5 separate regions of the Anser cygnoides genome follow, and all the other regions are linked to region 5. Evidence: chromatin contacts called from public Hi-C data. All regions are on one chromosome and are shown on one strand. Each heading gives the region's core, a stretch centred on a gene start, on an enhancer-like site or on the middle of the called end of the contact. The rest is flanking DNA. Distances are from core to core; before and after follow the strand shown. Region 1 overlaps LOC106034489. Region 2 overlaps LOC106034489. Region 3 overlaps LOC106034489. Region 4 overlaps ATIC (5-aminoimidazole-4-carboxamide ribonucleotide formyltransferase/IMP cyclohydrolase). Region 5 holds the start of FN1 (fibronectin 1).

What was found. A called contact is a pair of places that touch in the nucleus more often than the background predicts.
Region 1: a contact with region 5 is called in a Hi-C map of liver, with 6 times the contacts expected there. The contact joins the enhancer-like site here to the promoter of FN1 in region 5. A contact is called at or near these places in 2 of 7 Hi-C or Micro-C datasets (both in liver).
Region 2: a Hi-C map of liver shows a contact between it and region 5, with 1.8 times the contacts expected there. The contact joins the enhancer-like site here to the promoter of FN1 in region 5. A contact is called at or near these places in 3 of 7 Hi-C or Micro-C datasets (granulosa cells and liver).
Region 3: a Hi-C map of liver shows a contact between it and region 5, with 2.3 times the contacts expected there. The contact joins the enhancer-like site here to the promoter of FN1 in region 5. A contact is called at or near these places in 2 of 7 Hi-C or Micro-C datasets (both in liver).
Region 4: a Hi-C map of liver shows a contact between it and region 5, with 1.9 times the contacts expected there. The contact joins the enhancer-like site here to the promoter of FN1 in region 5. A contact is called at or near these places in 2 of 7 Hi-C or Micro-C datasets (both in liver).

The regions. Positions count from the first base shown.
Region 1 is chr6:10,681,581-10,684,280 of Taihu_goose_T2T_genome, forward strand. It overlaps LOC106034489, which reads left to right. Exons shown (of 21, transcript XM_066999647.1): 9 at 524-614. Among named protein-coding and RNA genes, the nearest start is that of MREG, 44 kb to the right of the region's middle. Within about 2 kb of position 1,276, at least 2 of the 3 cell types and tissues checked have open chromatin away from gene starts, as enhancers often do. A contact at or near this core is called in liver, where this site is marked.
Region 2 is chr6:10,703,134-10,705,833 of Taihu_goose_T2T_genome, forward strand. It overlaps LOC106034489, which reads left to right. Exons shown (of 21, transcript XM_066999647.1): 15 at 1-26. Among named protein-coding and RNA genes, the nearest start is that of MREG, 22 kb to the right of the region's middle. Within about 2 kb of position 1,433, at least 2 of the 3 cell types and tissues checked have open chromatin away from gene starts, as enhancers often do. A contact at or near this core is called in liver, where this site is marked.
Region 3 is chr6:10,653,118-10,655,817 of Taihu_goose_T2T_genome, forward strand. The region is part of intron 5 of LOC106034489; the gene reads left to right. Among named protein-coding and RNA genes, the nearest start is that of MREG, 72 kb to the right of the region's middle. Within about 2 kb of position 1,309, at least 2 of the 3 cell types and tissues checked have open chromatin away from gene starts, as enhancers often do. A contact at or near this core is called in liver, where this site is marked.
Region 4 is chr6:10,511,284-10,513,983 of Taihu_goose_T2T_genome, forward strand. It overlaps ATIC (5-aminoimidazole-4-carboxamide ribonucleotide formyltransferase/IMP cyclohydrolase), which reads left to right. Exons shown (of 16, transcript XM_013178608.3): 10 at 146-231; 11 at 1,438-1,527; 12 at 2,509-2,637. Among named protein-coding and RNA genes, the nearest start is that of ABCA12, 12 kb to the left of the region's middle. Within about 2 kb of position 1,263, at least 2 of the 3 cell types and tissues checked have open chromatin away from gene starts, as enhancers often do. A contact at or near this core is called in liver, where this site is marked.
Region 5 is chr6:10,578,367-10,581,066 of Taihu_goose_T2T_genome, forward strand. It overlaps FN1 (fibronectin 1), which reads right to left and starts at 1,322. Exons shown (of 46, transcript XM_048058515.2): 1 at 1,109-1,322; 2 at 749-877. The coding sequence starts at 1,259.

The sequences.
Region 1 (2,700 bases), core at 26-2,525, 100 kb after region 5:
AAACCCTGTATTTCGGTGTGGAAAAGGCAGTAGAGGGTGTCTTATCTCCAGATTTACAGGGGACTTGCTGCAAGGGCTGAACCCAGGCCTCCCAAGCTCCAGGCTCAGCCTCACATCACCAGCAGCTCCTGCCCTCTTCCTCCACAGCCGCCGGGCCGGAAAAAGCTGTGGCCATAATCTGGTGTTAAATCTCTTCTGATCAAGTAGCTTTGCTCTTAACAAAATAATCCTATAGAATGACTTGGCTCTCAGCTGGGAGCAGTAGGAAGATCTGGGCAGTGTATTACAGGCAGGGCACAGCACCAGGAAATTAAGCTTTATTATGTGTGCTCTGGCAGCGGAGCGCACACAGAAGTGATGTTTATGGCATTCGTGCCACCGTTCTTTCTTAATTCCTAATTCTTTTCCTATCACAGTATGGTTGGGATGTTCTCTTAGGGGAAAGCAAGGCTAATTTCTGTTTTTTATTTCTGTTTTTTTTATTTTTTATTTTTTATTTTTTGTTGTCGTTGGTTTTTTTAAGCTGACAGATGAACCAAGGGCTCTGCCCTGCCTGTCTGTGTTCACTCCTGGAGCGAGCAAGTCAGATGGGGCAAGAGCCAGACCTATCAAAGGTAGGTTCAACACCAAAATTGCTCCAGCTTGATCCCCTGACACCCACTGTCCTCTTCTGCTGACAGCCATGAGGCCGAGACCACCAGTATGTTCCCTTCTTGGAGCCCAGGGCTGTCAGGGTTCGGAGGCAGGGCAGTCATTGTGGTGAGCATCACCACTGCTGCCCAGACCCACAGAGTAAGGGGCAGGGGAGTCCCTTTGAGACCAGCTTGTCTGGCATATGGGAGCTCGTTAATCAGGCTGCAGATTAGTAATCTGGTGTTTAAAAGCATTATCATACTTTTTCCTCCCAGCTTTAGGAGCCTGGTAGTGGTAATTAAAGTCCGAAGCCCTGGTTTCAGTTCCTTTCTAATTTAAAGATTAGATACCAGCTATACTGAAAATCTTTTTCCATTTACCTTTGCCAAATCTTGAAAAAAAAGTGGAGTCATGACCCAAAGCAAAATCTCCAGCCCCTGTTAAGTCGCTGGCATGCTCCTTTGCCTCTGAGAAAGTCAGTTACATTGGGGTTTTCCCATATTTTGTTGTAGGGCATCGTAGTACTGATGATCAGAGAACCTGTCTCCAAAGATCTGTTCCATGGAAACAGTCATGATTTTCAGATGAAAATTTTAATTTCCTTCTCTGGAAATAACAGTGCTTACTGAACTTTCAGTTAGTTTTCGTCCATGTTTGTGAAATATTTTGCTGAACGTGGCCAAAAGGAGGGGCATAGAGGGCAGACCGGTAGTTTTCAGTACAAAAAAATCCTGAGAAAATTTTCAGGGGAAAATGAGGAGATGCCTTCAGTTCATCAGAGTGTAAAGGGCTCAGCCAGCTTGAGACTTCCCTATTTCAGATATGGTGCAGATACCCAATAAAGTCAACTCTTCTCACCTCTAGAGCTGCAAATGACACATTTATAATAGGATCCTCAGGAACAAGGGGCTCCGGGTTCAGCCTGAGTTTTTTAACACTTCTCAGGCTCTGTGTGAGCTTGAGCCTTCTCTTCATTCACCACGTTAATGCTAAACGCTGCTGAAACCACCAGGTCTCCCTCCAATAGATTTCCTATTAAAACTATTTATTTTACAGGATCTCTCTGTTCCCAAATATATACTAGTTTAACATTTCTGGAAAAGGTTTGGCTAGGCTTCCTCGGAACTGGACCTTTGCTCCCTCCCAAGGTTCATGAACCTTCACAACTCTCTAGGTGAACTCAGCCTGACTTTCCCATATATAACCAAATCCCAGGCCAGGTCAGTCTCATTTGGTTTCGTGTTTCACTATAGGCATTTTTTCACAGCTCCAGTTTTAAAGACCTGAGCGTGGGACAGATACAGGGCTCCCATAAATGCAGGCCATGGCCATGATAATCTTTGTGCATCCCATTTGTTGTATATGATGTTGAAATGTATTTCCCTGTAGCAAAATCCTGGAGTCACTGGGATGTGAATTACTAGCAAAGCAGAAATGGAAGAGGAGTGTTTATGGTTCATATGTTAAAATAATTCCTCCAAGGTTTGATGTACTCCCAGCCTCACACTAATTCTGTTTGGTCTGAGGCATTGTGAGTTTGCAAAAGTACCCAAAACGTTGAGGGAGGAAGCTCAGTTTGTTCTGAAATGACCACAAAAGGGCAAAGGCATTGGCTAGAAATGCACGCTATAATGCATAGTATGCAAAGTCTGCCAAAAAGTCTGAATTAGACAATTCTCTCCTGCTGTTTCCTTATAAGAGCCCAAAGAGGCGGTGCTTTATGTCAAGAAGCATGAGTCAATCCTCAGAGGAGGATGCTCAAATGGAAAACAGATCGGAGGAGGGCTCTGCAGGCTGTGCTGCTGCAGGTCCTGTCCCTTGAAGTGAAAAGCAGAGGAAGGGAGGAAAAATGGGATCGGTAACAAATGATGTGATGGCAGAGTGTCAATCACAGCGGAATTTCAGCCTGGCCCCGTATTACAGCGGCGCTGGGAGTGCTGTTCCAGCAAAGGCTGCGTCAGCACTTTGTTTAGCTTATACACCAATTTATTATCTGCCCTTTGGGCTGAGGCTGATTTTTCTAGGAGTTAACCTGGCAACAGCTCTCATCGTGTATTTTCAGCTAGC
Region 2 (2,700 bases), core at 183-2,682, 120 kb after region 5:
CCTTCTGCGTGAAGACTCTTTCCATGGTAAGTGATGGCTGCACTTGTTCTATCAAAAAATCATAAAAATGACCCCTCACCCCCACTGGATGCAAATCAATCTAAGACCTGACTTTAAAAAAAATATACATATTTTTATATATAATCTTAAATAAGTAAATAAATAAAAATCCATAGATGCAGACTCAGCAGGCAGTCTTGGAGAGTAAGCAGAGGAAAGTGTTGCTTAACGTGTAACCAAAATCATCCCTGGTGCAATGTAAGCCTATTACTACTCTGACTGTCTACCATGACTGCTGAGGAAGGATTAATCCATTCTTTGTCCTGTATGTAGTTGAAGGGCGTAATCATCCATCTTCTAGACTAAACAACCTTCATTCTTTCACTCTTTCCTCATAAATTGTGTCTTCTGGCCTTTCTTAATGTTCCCTCTTGGACTTTCTCCAGTTAACTCACATCTTCGAGAGCTCAGTGCCCAGGACTGCTCTGCGTTCGACGTCGAATCGCAGCCTGCGTTTGTGAATCTGGAGGTCTGGGGTTCCCCAAGGCTCATTTGGGGCAGAGCTAAGTAAATTTGCCTCTTGGAGAATGGAAGTAATAAGAAAGGACATGCCAAGAGGAGGCATCCAAATGCCAGTGGCCTCTCCATCAGTCTGCCATCCTCGTGTTATTAGCACACAATTTCTGCTTCCCAACAGCTTACACCCAATGCGTGTAATCTTTTGAGATCCAGATCTCTTTTATTGCTGATCTCAGGGCCATGACTAAAATCAGCATTGTTTTGTCCAGCTCCTAGTCTTTAAAGGCATTTTCCTCCTTCCTCCCCCCACAATCTTTTCTTTTCCTTTTCCCATTACCAATCCGTACGGTTAATGATTTAAAGTCTGGGTCACAGGCACTTGAGCACAAGCTTTGAGCCTGGCTTTGGTGAGAGCAGCTGAACAAGGGACTAAACATTTATAGGGTCAGGAGCTCCAGGGGCATTAACATCTGCTCAGGCTCCATCTTCCCACAGAGCCACATCCCCTGCCACCAGAGGATGGCTAGGGCTGGCCTGGGACTAAGCAATTGCTAATGTAATAGCTTAGGTTGCTCCACAGCTTTAACGTTCATTTTTAAACATCCTTTTATTTATTTTAGGAGAATCCTACTCACTGAAAGGTAAGTGTTAGCTTTTTTGTTTTCTTTTCTTACTGCAGCATCCTCGTGGTGAGGACAAAGCCCAGCCTTTGTTTATACCGGGAAAAGTGCAGATAGCACTTGTTTACTCGATGTGGATATCCCTACCTGGCAGCTAGGCAAAGTCCCCAAAAAGCAAACACAGGGGAGTGAGGTGGTGTCCTTAAATAAAAGCAGGATGGCCACGCTGCGCGTCGAGCCGAATGCTTCGCATAGCTGTGCTGTCAGCAAATACAGCGAGCCAGAGGGCAGGCAACCAGTCGCTAGCACGGCTTCTTTCTGAGCTCTTATTTGCCTTCCCATTTGTTATCTTGGACATAAAGAGGTCTGTAAGCCAGGGATTTGGGCAGTTAACCTCAAATAAACCCTAAAAGACCTACTTCACTGAAGTGTAACAGCGTCTGTTGAATTTAATGGAGCTGGGCTAGCTCTCACCGAGGGTGATTTGGCCTCTGAAAGCTTGCTGTTTCCTGGAAGCTAATGGCATTTGTTGGTCATCTCTTTTGCTTTGCGTGCAACTTTGATTACTGCCTTTGTCTGCTGGCTTTATGCACGTCTCCTCCGCAAAGTGCGCGTGTGCATGTGTGCAAGAGGAGCCGGCAGCGGAGGGATGGACCACTGTCAAGGCAGGCGTTTGCTTCGGCTGTGAAGTCGCCTTTATAAGCTCAGACAGACAGCAAATATTTGATGAGGAGCAAGAGAATCAGGTATGCTGCTTGACAAAATGGATAGCCCCGAAAGCGGTGCTGTGACTCACCAGCAGATCATTTCATAGCCTCACCCGGCCCTGTGGCTTCAAAACGCTATTTAGGATCAAAGCATCTTCCAAACAGTCGGGGTTGTTTCCTTAAACAAAACCAAATCATGCTTTATAAGGTCAGCGAGCTCCCAAAGAGCCAGTTGGTGGACTGCAGCTGCAGATGGAGCGCTGTGGCATGAAGTGAAACTGCTCGGAGAGGCTGTCAGCAGCTGGCGCTGACGGGGAGAGCCGGGCGTGGGAGCCCATTTCTATTTCTCTTTTCTCCTTTCTACAGGTTGGTGATTCACTGATGGGTGAAGGAAACTCACAGCCACCCGAAGTCCCACTCTCAGCTCTCGGCACGTAGAGTAGCACAAATCATTTCCAGCTCAACTCGACTTCTCGAGGTTTCAGGCTGGAAAATAACCCCCACCATGGGTCGCTGGGAGACAGGAATTGTATTTAAGCACGGGCTTTGGCCAAGCGAAAAGTTATCCAAATGTGGCTGTTCTTTTGCTCTGTGTAATGACTAGCAATTGAGAGATCATTGAAATAAAATACAAATCCAGCAATTTGGAGGCCCTGGAAGATAAAAAGCCTGACTGCATCTGTCTCGCCTCCTAAAAGCACCAAGCTGTTCACTGTTTGATACAGCATCCAGACGTGGGGCTTCTGATGTGAGCTGAGAGCAGCAAATCAGAGGAATTAAAGCATCCCCCACTCTGAGGGACAGCCTCTGGACAAAGACCAAAGTGGCCCCAGCTCCTATGGGAAAAGCTTGTC
Region 3 (2,700 bases), core at 59-2,558, 75 kb after region 5:
TTCTTGCAGTGAGACTTCGATAGTTCCCCACAGCTCATTAAAAAAGGCAGCTGATGTGGGAATGCGATAGTGATAAGGCCTGAGGAGATGTTTAATGATAAGACTCCATCACTTGATACCGGAATGGTAAAATGGCAAACAGCTGAGAGGTTATTTTCCCTAAAAGCTAATACACTGAAAAAAAATGTGTCTTTCTACTGACTAATGCTTTATGAAGCCATGTGTGTATGCAGACATAGTCCAATGGGTGCCAGCAGCGTGGAAGATAACTTTGTGATTAAGCCTTTTCCTGGATTAGGTTGAGCTTGCAGGGCCCACAATAAATCCTGCAGCAGTAAGAGCACTTAACCCTGTCATATTCCACGTTAGCTAGAAATTTATAGGGCTCCTAAAACACGGGGGTTTATATGATTGTCGGGTGACGTAGGCGAGGCTCAAACAATGTCACTGAAGTCAGTAGTGTTATCTCTGGGTAAAATTGACAAGACTTTGGTCAGATAATCACCTATGAGTGGATTTGTATAGATGTGAGTGGGAGGAAGGAGAAAGCATGGCAGAAGGGGAGTTACCACCACTGCTAGATCCTTTTTCCTTGTCCTGTCTTGCTGCTGGGAACTTGTTTCTGGCAGCATCCCTCTCCAGAGGAGCTGCAATAAATGTCAAGCGCTGTGCTGTGGGACTGGGGGAGCTGCCTGAACAGGGGGGCAGCTCTCATCTGCCTGACCAAGCCCCTTGTTCACACCTGAGCAGCCTGCAGAATAAGGTATTGGTGGGCCTTGGGTCAGTCTACTGACACCCTACAGAGTGAGCATCTTCTGCAGAGCCCCGGTCTGAATACGGAGGGGATAACCCAGCCCTGAAGTGCAGCGAAGCAGCTCCACAGCTTCACTCAGTCACCTCATTTCCAAACCAGCAGTGACACGAGCGGTGATCGTCAGAGCGGGCTCAGCTCTACAAACACAGGAGCACGCTGAAACGGGTGATGGTTTGCTCTTTTTCTGCCGACAGCTCTTAACAGAAACCACTCCTCTGGTCCCCAGATCCACCCATGAACACTATGAGCTCAGAAACGAGGCCTGAAGCCAAACCATTCTTGGTATTGGTTTTGCAAAAGCAAACAAAAAACAAGTAATGAGGTCTGTCCAGCTGTTTTTAACCCATTTCTAATTATAGCATGTTTTCTTAATGTGATGAATTTCTCCCGTCACCCTGGTGGGATCGCTCCGACGGCCATCAGGCTCTGGCTGAGCCCAGGAGCAGGGACCTGTGTTTCCCAACACCGTACAAAGCACTGCTTGTCTGCCAGGGAGGTTTTTTGGCTACGTGCTGTGCAGGAGCCATGGGCTCAGGTGCTCACGCTCGCTCCTTTTGGGCTTGCGTAACGGGGTCGATGGCCTCTTTGCACTTGCTCTGCATCGCCAGCGGGTCATGGCTGGGACTGGGATGCTCTCAGGCCACCTGGGATTTGTTATCTGCTGCAGAGGGACCTCAGGGAGTGCCACAAGCCCCTCAGGACCTAGAGCTGGATGTTGCCACTGCCTTTTAGCTCCTGTACTCCATGGGCTGTGAGCACCCCACACACCCCGTGGATATCCCACGTCAGCCTGGAATGAAGACCCCCATCAGCTGTGGCTCCTCTGACCATTTCTGTTTAACTAAATCAAAAGGGATTGTTGCCTGGCCAGCTGGCAGAGTATGTTTGCATGTCTACAAGACAGAGAGAGGTGAAAAATAGCCAAAAGAAATACCAAAATATAGAACAGAATATACAAAAATACCAGAAAGAAAATAAAATCATTCATGGATTGCCTGAATGCTTTCTGATTTTTTAGCCAAATTCCATTTGGTTAAAATTTTCAATTTTCCTAATATTGAATGAAATTAAAAACCAAGATTCAGCCCAAGCATCCTTTGGAGTTTGTCATTTATGCCCCACGAAGGATATCCTGAGAACAAATTTTGACCATGTCTGCGTTCACAATAATGGCCTCTGCAGCAGACAGCAGTTGGCTTTTTTTGCTTGCCCTTGCAGTAAAATCACAGAACTGTAGGGGTTGGAAGGGACCTTAAGAGATCATCAGGTCCAACCCCCAAATCAAAAAAAAATCAAGCTTCTGAGTAGGGTCTTGCTTTGGAGGACACAGACAACCTGATCCCTGTAACTTGTTTTAGCAGAGCAGCCAATCCCACCATAAAGAATTTGCAGAAATGCGTGTAGTGTATTTGGGTTCTGCGGAGGATTTTTGTGTTTGGGTTGTGTGTTTTTTTCTTTTTTTCTTTTTTTTTTCTGAAATCATCCAACATCCTTTTTCCCGTAGTAATTATACTATAAGCGTTTAAGTGGGTAAGCAGTGCCAATGCAAACCCTACTAAAATATCATTTTTCATGTCCATCCTGCCGGCAGGGCTTAAACTTAATGACTCATGTGAATCTCTGTTCCTCTCTCCCAGTGGGAGCTAATAAATCCTAACAGAGTAGCTGATGCCTAATGGAGTGTTTTCCTAAATAACTTTAGGAAAGGTGGAGGAAACGAGCTCTGCTAGGACTCTCGTAGGAGGACACAAATGCCAGAAGGTTGAAGGAAGCTGTGAAGCGTTGAGGAACTTGTGGTTCATGGCAGGCTGTATTCCTTGCCCTCACTTACCAGGATTTGGGAGCACTGGATTGTAGAAGTGATAGTCCTGGAGAAAATGGGGCAG
Region 4 (2,700 bases), core at 13-2,512, 67 kb before region 5:
ATTCTTGTTGCTCTCATGGCCTATTTTTTTTGCTGTGGAATTAAATTACTAGTTCTCTTGGAAATTGGCTGGGTTGTGGGAGCAAAGACTTCTCTCTGCATTATGCCGTAGCTGGATAAGTTACTAGAAAATGTGATTTTTGCAGGTGCTGATCGGATGTCTTCTTTTGGTGACTTCATTGCCTTGTCTGATGTCTGCGATGTGCCTACTGCTAAGATTATTTCCAGAGAGGTTAGTTAACAAGCAGCAAATCTTAGAGGTAGAAGGGAAAATCTCAATAGCTGGAGCCACTGGTTTGTAGCAGCCGTTCTGTTTGAATTTGACCTGTTTACTTAAGACTCTATATTGATTCATTTGTGTAATTCAGTGTGTGGGGTGCAGAATTTACACCTCTCTCTTGATGCTCTCTTCCTTCTGCCTGGCTGCATGGCAGAGCTTGTGAAATCGTGATGCTTGAAACGATGCTGTCCAAGAGGTGATTGCAAACATCCGTCTCCCAGTAGGCCCCTGGAAAGGAGCCCTGATTGTGCTCTCAGGAGGATCTGCTTGAAAGGCTGCAGTTGGAAGAGTAGGGGGCTGGAGCCTCTTGCCCCAGGCAGGAATGTGGATGTAGATTGCTGCCTGCCGGTTGGTACAAGTTACCTATTGGCTCAGCTGCTTCCCAGGCTGCACTTTAAACTTCGCTGGGTTCATCTTTAACTCCATAGCTAACCGCATTGCACAAGTTTAAAAGCAGAGTTAAACAACAGGGAGTTAATGCTTTACCAGGCACGTTCATCCTGTTCCATGCTGCTTATGGTTTTGTTGGAGGGGAAAGCACAACACGAAAAGCTGTCTTGTATACTGGAGATTTCTTCTCAGAAAAAAAATGAAAGGTCACATTTGACTTGTTTGTGAGGGCAACATTTGGAACACTACCTATTAAGAAACAAAGCAAAAATTAAAAAATGTTGGGTGATGAGAATGTGAAAGAAGTATACAACTTCATGGCACTGAGTAACTCTTCCTAGCTTCAGCACTTTTAAGGCAAAACAAAACTACTCTTTTAGCTCTTTTGCCAATATTTTGTCATCAGGAGGGTGACTGCTGAAATAGGGATTTTTATATATATATATTTTTTTGAGGCATGTTTCCTGTTAGAGCTGAGAAGTAGGGATGTCCTCCACCAGCAGTTTTCCTCCTGGAGGGATACATTAGTTACTAGTTCTGTTGTGTATGAAGTGATTGATTGTGCAACAGCTTTCACTAACTCTGCTAAGAGCTGCCAGTGCTCTGCTGTTTCCTGTTTGAAAGGCTGGAACAGATATTGTAGTGGTATTATATGGTACAGACAGACCCTGACAGGTCAGCCTCCATCCTTTTGGTTATGAGAGGAAGAGGTTTTGGCATTAGCTCCTCTCTTTTTCACATGGACACTGAGATCTCTGTGTGTTGCAGGTATCTGATGGCGTGGTAGCTCCTGGATACGAGGAAGAAGCCCTCAAAATTCTTGCCAAAAAGAAAAATGGTAGTTACTGCGTCCTCCAGGTTTGTATTCCTGCTACACTGTAACCCTCTGATGCTCTTCCTGTATCTGCTTTTCACAGGCGCTAGTGTCCAGATTGCTTTGGGGTATCTGGACTAGGGAATCCAGGCTTCCCTGCAACATAAGGAAATGTTTCCTGGTTTTTGGGGGATTCCTTCAAAATCATCCACTTCTGGTGACTGGACTGACAGATTAATAATGCTGTCAGAGCAGCCAAAAAGGTCCCGCTTCTGCTTGAATCTGAGACAAACCTGCACAGAACTTTACTAGAACATCGCAGAAAGAAGAGCCAAGGGTTACCTGAAGTTGCAATTGTAGTGTTACTACCGAGGGAGCTGTAGAAGGTGGCTCAGGAGCTTGAGGCAGGCAGGAATGAAATTGCAGACAATCTTGGCAGGCGATTACCTCCTGAATTCAATTAGCTTTGCAAGGATGAGGTCAGATTGGTTAAGACTGTAGCTTTAGGGCCTGTCTGAACAGGGATGCTAAGCAAAGTTGATCTGGACAAACTTAAATGGGTTAGGGAAGCCATATAAAGTGTGTGCACGCTTGTATTTAAAGCTGGGAGCCTTAATCTGGTTTACTTCATGCCTCAATTACCTGAAGAGGGGCTACCAAAGTTCTAAATAAGCCTATGCATGGGTAGACCTTAACGAAGCTTAACAGTTCCATTTAACTTGGCCCCTTACACCTGTACAGCTTAATTGTGCTGCATGCTTGCATAGATGAGCCCCAGGAGAGTGAATCTCTGGAAATAATCACGTTCGCTGTTTTCTTTAATGTCAAGTGGCTTGGAAATTGTACCTTAAGGCATATATGAAAGCACTTAAAATATTTGTGACGTTCCTGTGGTGGACTACAAGACTCTTTGTGCAGAAGTTCCTACCTTTCTGTAAAGACTGGAAGGCTGTAGAATTTTGTGGCTTGCACCATGGACGCTTTAACTTTTAAGTGCTTTAACTGGCCTATCTGTTGGCTTTTAGATGGACCCAGCTTACGAGCCCGATGACACTGAGATTCGGACCCTCTTTGGACTGCATCTCATGCAGAAGAGGAACAATGCAGTCATCGACCGGTCATTGTTCAAGAACATTGTTACAAAGAACAAAAACGTAAGTGTCAGAAGATAAATGAGCTTAAAGACCGGTAGAGTGAGCTGGTATGCTTTCATCAAG
Region 5 (2,700 bases), core at 72-2,571:
AAACAGATCTCTGGGATGCTCCTATCGGTCTTACGTTAATGTTATCAGCCAGGAACCAGCTTTTCCTCTTGTATCTCTAGAGCAACATAAAGGAATTATAGCAAACCAGTGGCTTCAGACCAATAAAGATAGAGAGTGTGCATCTGATTATCTGAGCTACATTGCATCTCAGAGAGACGCATCTTCCAGCAGACGTTGTATTTAAAGTTTTTTTCTGTTACCTAAACTTTTTCTGCAGGAGACTAAACAATCTCATTTTACACTCAATTACAGCAAGCTCACAGCACGGCTGGGGAGCTGTGGAAAGTTGTAAGTTGAAATATTTTTAAACAAGCTGACGACACTGCACAGCTATGAAAAGTTGGGGTGAAGCAATCAAACTGTACAGAGCCAGAGCTGCAAAGTGACTCCAGATTTGAACTTCCCCGTGCGAGTCGAGGAGTCAGCTCAGTTCGTTATAAAGAAGAGGCTGGCTCCAAAGTTAACGTTTAGATCCAATCCTCCAGAGAGAGGAGTGATGTTTGGCTCAGGGTTCTGGTGGCATGCCCATCTCTAATGAAAAGCATTTCTTAAAATCCCAAGCCAGATCTTCAATGTAAGTGAGCGTAGATCCGTTACTGACCCTAAGTACCAAACTTCAGCTGAAAACCCTGTCTGCCGGTTGTAACCCACCACAGCACCTAGCCTACTTGGCTTCAAGAGCCCTTTGGGGGACTTGGTGCCAAAAAAAACCCCACTACCAACTTACGTTCAGGCTTGCTTTCGCAGTTAAACCCTCTGCTCCCGCCATAGCAGGTACAGACCAGTGTGTTCCCCAGGTAGATGCGCTCCCACTGCTGGTTTATCTGATAGTACCTTCCATTGTCAAAACAGGTCTCTGGGGAGAGAAGAAAGAAGTTTCCCATCAGCGAGACCCCAAAACACGTCTCTGGGCAGGCGAGAGGAGAGAAGAAAGAAGTCTCGCATCGCCGAGACCTCCACCCCGGAGACCCCCACCCGCAGAGGGAAGGCGACCACCGGTGAGAAGCCCCCCCCCCGGGGACCACCCCCTGAGGACGAAACCTGCTGCTAGCCACCCAGCCCTGCCCGCTAGCCCTTTGGTACTCACGCTTGCCCTGCGCTGGGCTGGTTTGGGGCACGGTGGGGGTCTGCGCCTGCCTCCGGCTCTTCCCTCCCCGCCGCTGCCCCGCGCCCCCTCCCGCTGCCACCCCCAGGCAGAGGGCGAGCAGCGCCAGCCGCCACCCGTTTCGGCACGGCATCCTCCGGGCACGGCTCGGCACGGCTCGGCAACAGGGGCTGCTCGCAGGCAGCCCGACGGATGGGGCAGCGGCGCCGCCCGGGCGCTATATAGGGCGGGAGGCACGGGGAGGGGGGGAGCCGCCGCCGCCCCGGAGCCCATTGGACTCGGAGCAGCCGGGGGCCGGCCGGGGGTTGCTGCCACCGCCCTACAGAGCAGAGCACAGCCCGCCCGGCAGCCCTAAAGCAGCCCCAAAAGGGCTGGGGTTCGGCCGGCTGGGGGCTGCCTGCCCCGGGGAGGGGTGTGGGGACGAGAGGAGAGAGGGCTGGGAGGCGGTCGTACCGCTTTGTGGGGCTTTTGGTGGGGCTTTGCAAAATGGCTTAGCAAAATGGCTCTTTTTCTTCTTTTCTTTTCAGAGGGGAAAACTTTTCTTTCTTTAGAGCGACGCTGTAAGCTGATACGCCTCGGTTCAGGAGGAATAATGTTCTGCACGGGGGGAGAAGGTGAGGCGGAACGCGTGTGTGCAGGTTGGAAACAGGAAACCCCAAGTGGAGTTTTGCCTGCTGCTAGTGGCTCAAAGTTAGAAGTTTTCACACCCCCTTTGGAAAAAATGGTGCCACTTATGTTCAAAATAAGTTTAATAGCCTCTTAATCTGATATTTTTTCTTACTCTCCAAAATCAACTCTGAGAACAAAAGAAAAGTGAAAACTTATTAGGCTTTGTACCCCCTTTACATATATGGGATCTTCAGTGTGATGATCTAACTTAACGAGGCTGTATACAAATGTTATCACTCTCTTTTGGCATCTCTGCTGCTTGGGGGGTTCTCTTTTCCCTACGTTGAAGGAAAGCTGCAAGGCAGAGAGCACACACTGTAATGGTGGCCCTAAAGCAGGAAGCTGCTTGGGAGGAAAGCATCGTGCGCTCCCTGCTCTGGTACAGCAGCTGGACCGGTCCTCGAGTTCAGATCGTATAGGAAGGTTGCATTGCTAACCGTTTTCATGATGACTTCACGTGCATACTCCATCTTTGCAAAGGGATTGTTGATCTAATAGTCTGCTCTGGCTCCTGATTTATTAAAACGACTCTGACAAACATGAGCATGAAGTAGCCTACGGTGTTTCCAAGAATCTTAAGCCAAACACCTACAGGTCTCCTTGAGGGTTCTTTAGTGAGTTGGGCACCAAGCTCTAGTCGCACTTAGGGCAAACTGGTTGTATTACCTCACCGAAATGCAGGCAGTAATATCCAGCTTGGGATGGAGACTGTTCCTCTAGGCAGTGTACAGGTCCAGCACATGCGTTGTTCCAGGAAAGCAAATAGTTGTGCTGTCAGGTGTGTCTTTTCTAAGAAATTTCTCTTCCTTCCTATGAGGAACTTCCACAGACCCATTAACATGAGCTTCCCTGCTGAAAGGTTACTGGAAATTGAAACCTGACCTAGCAATTGAGGTGAGCTGTGG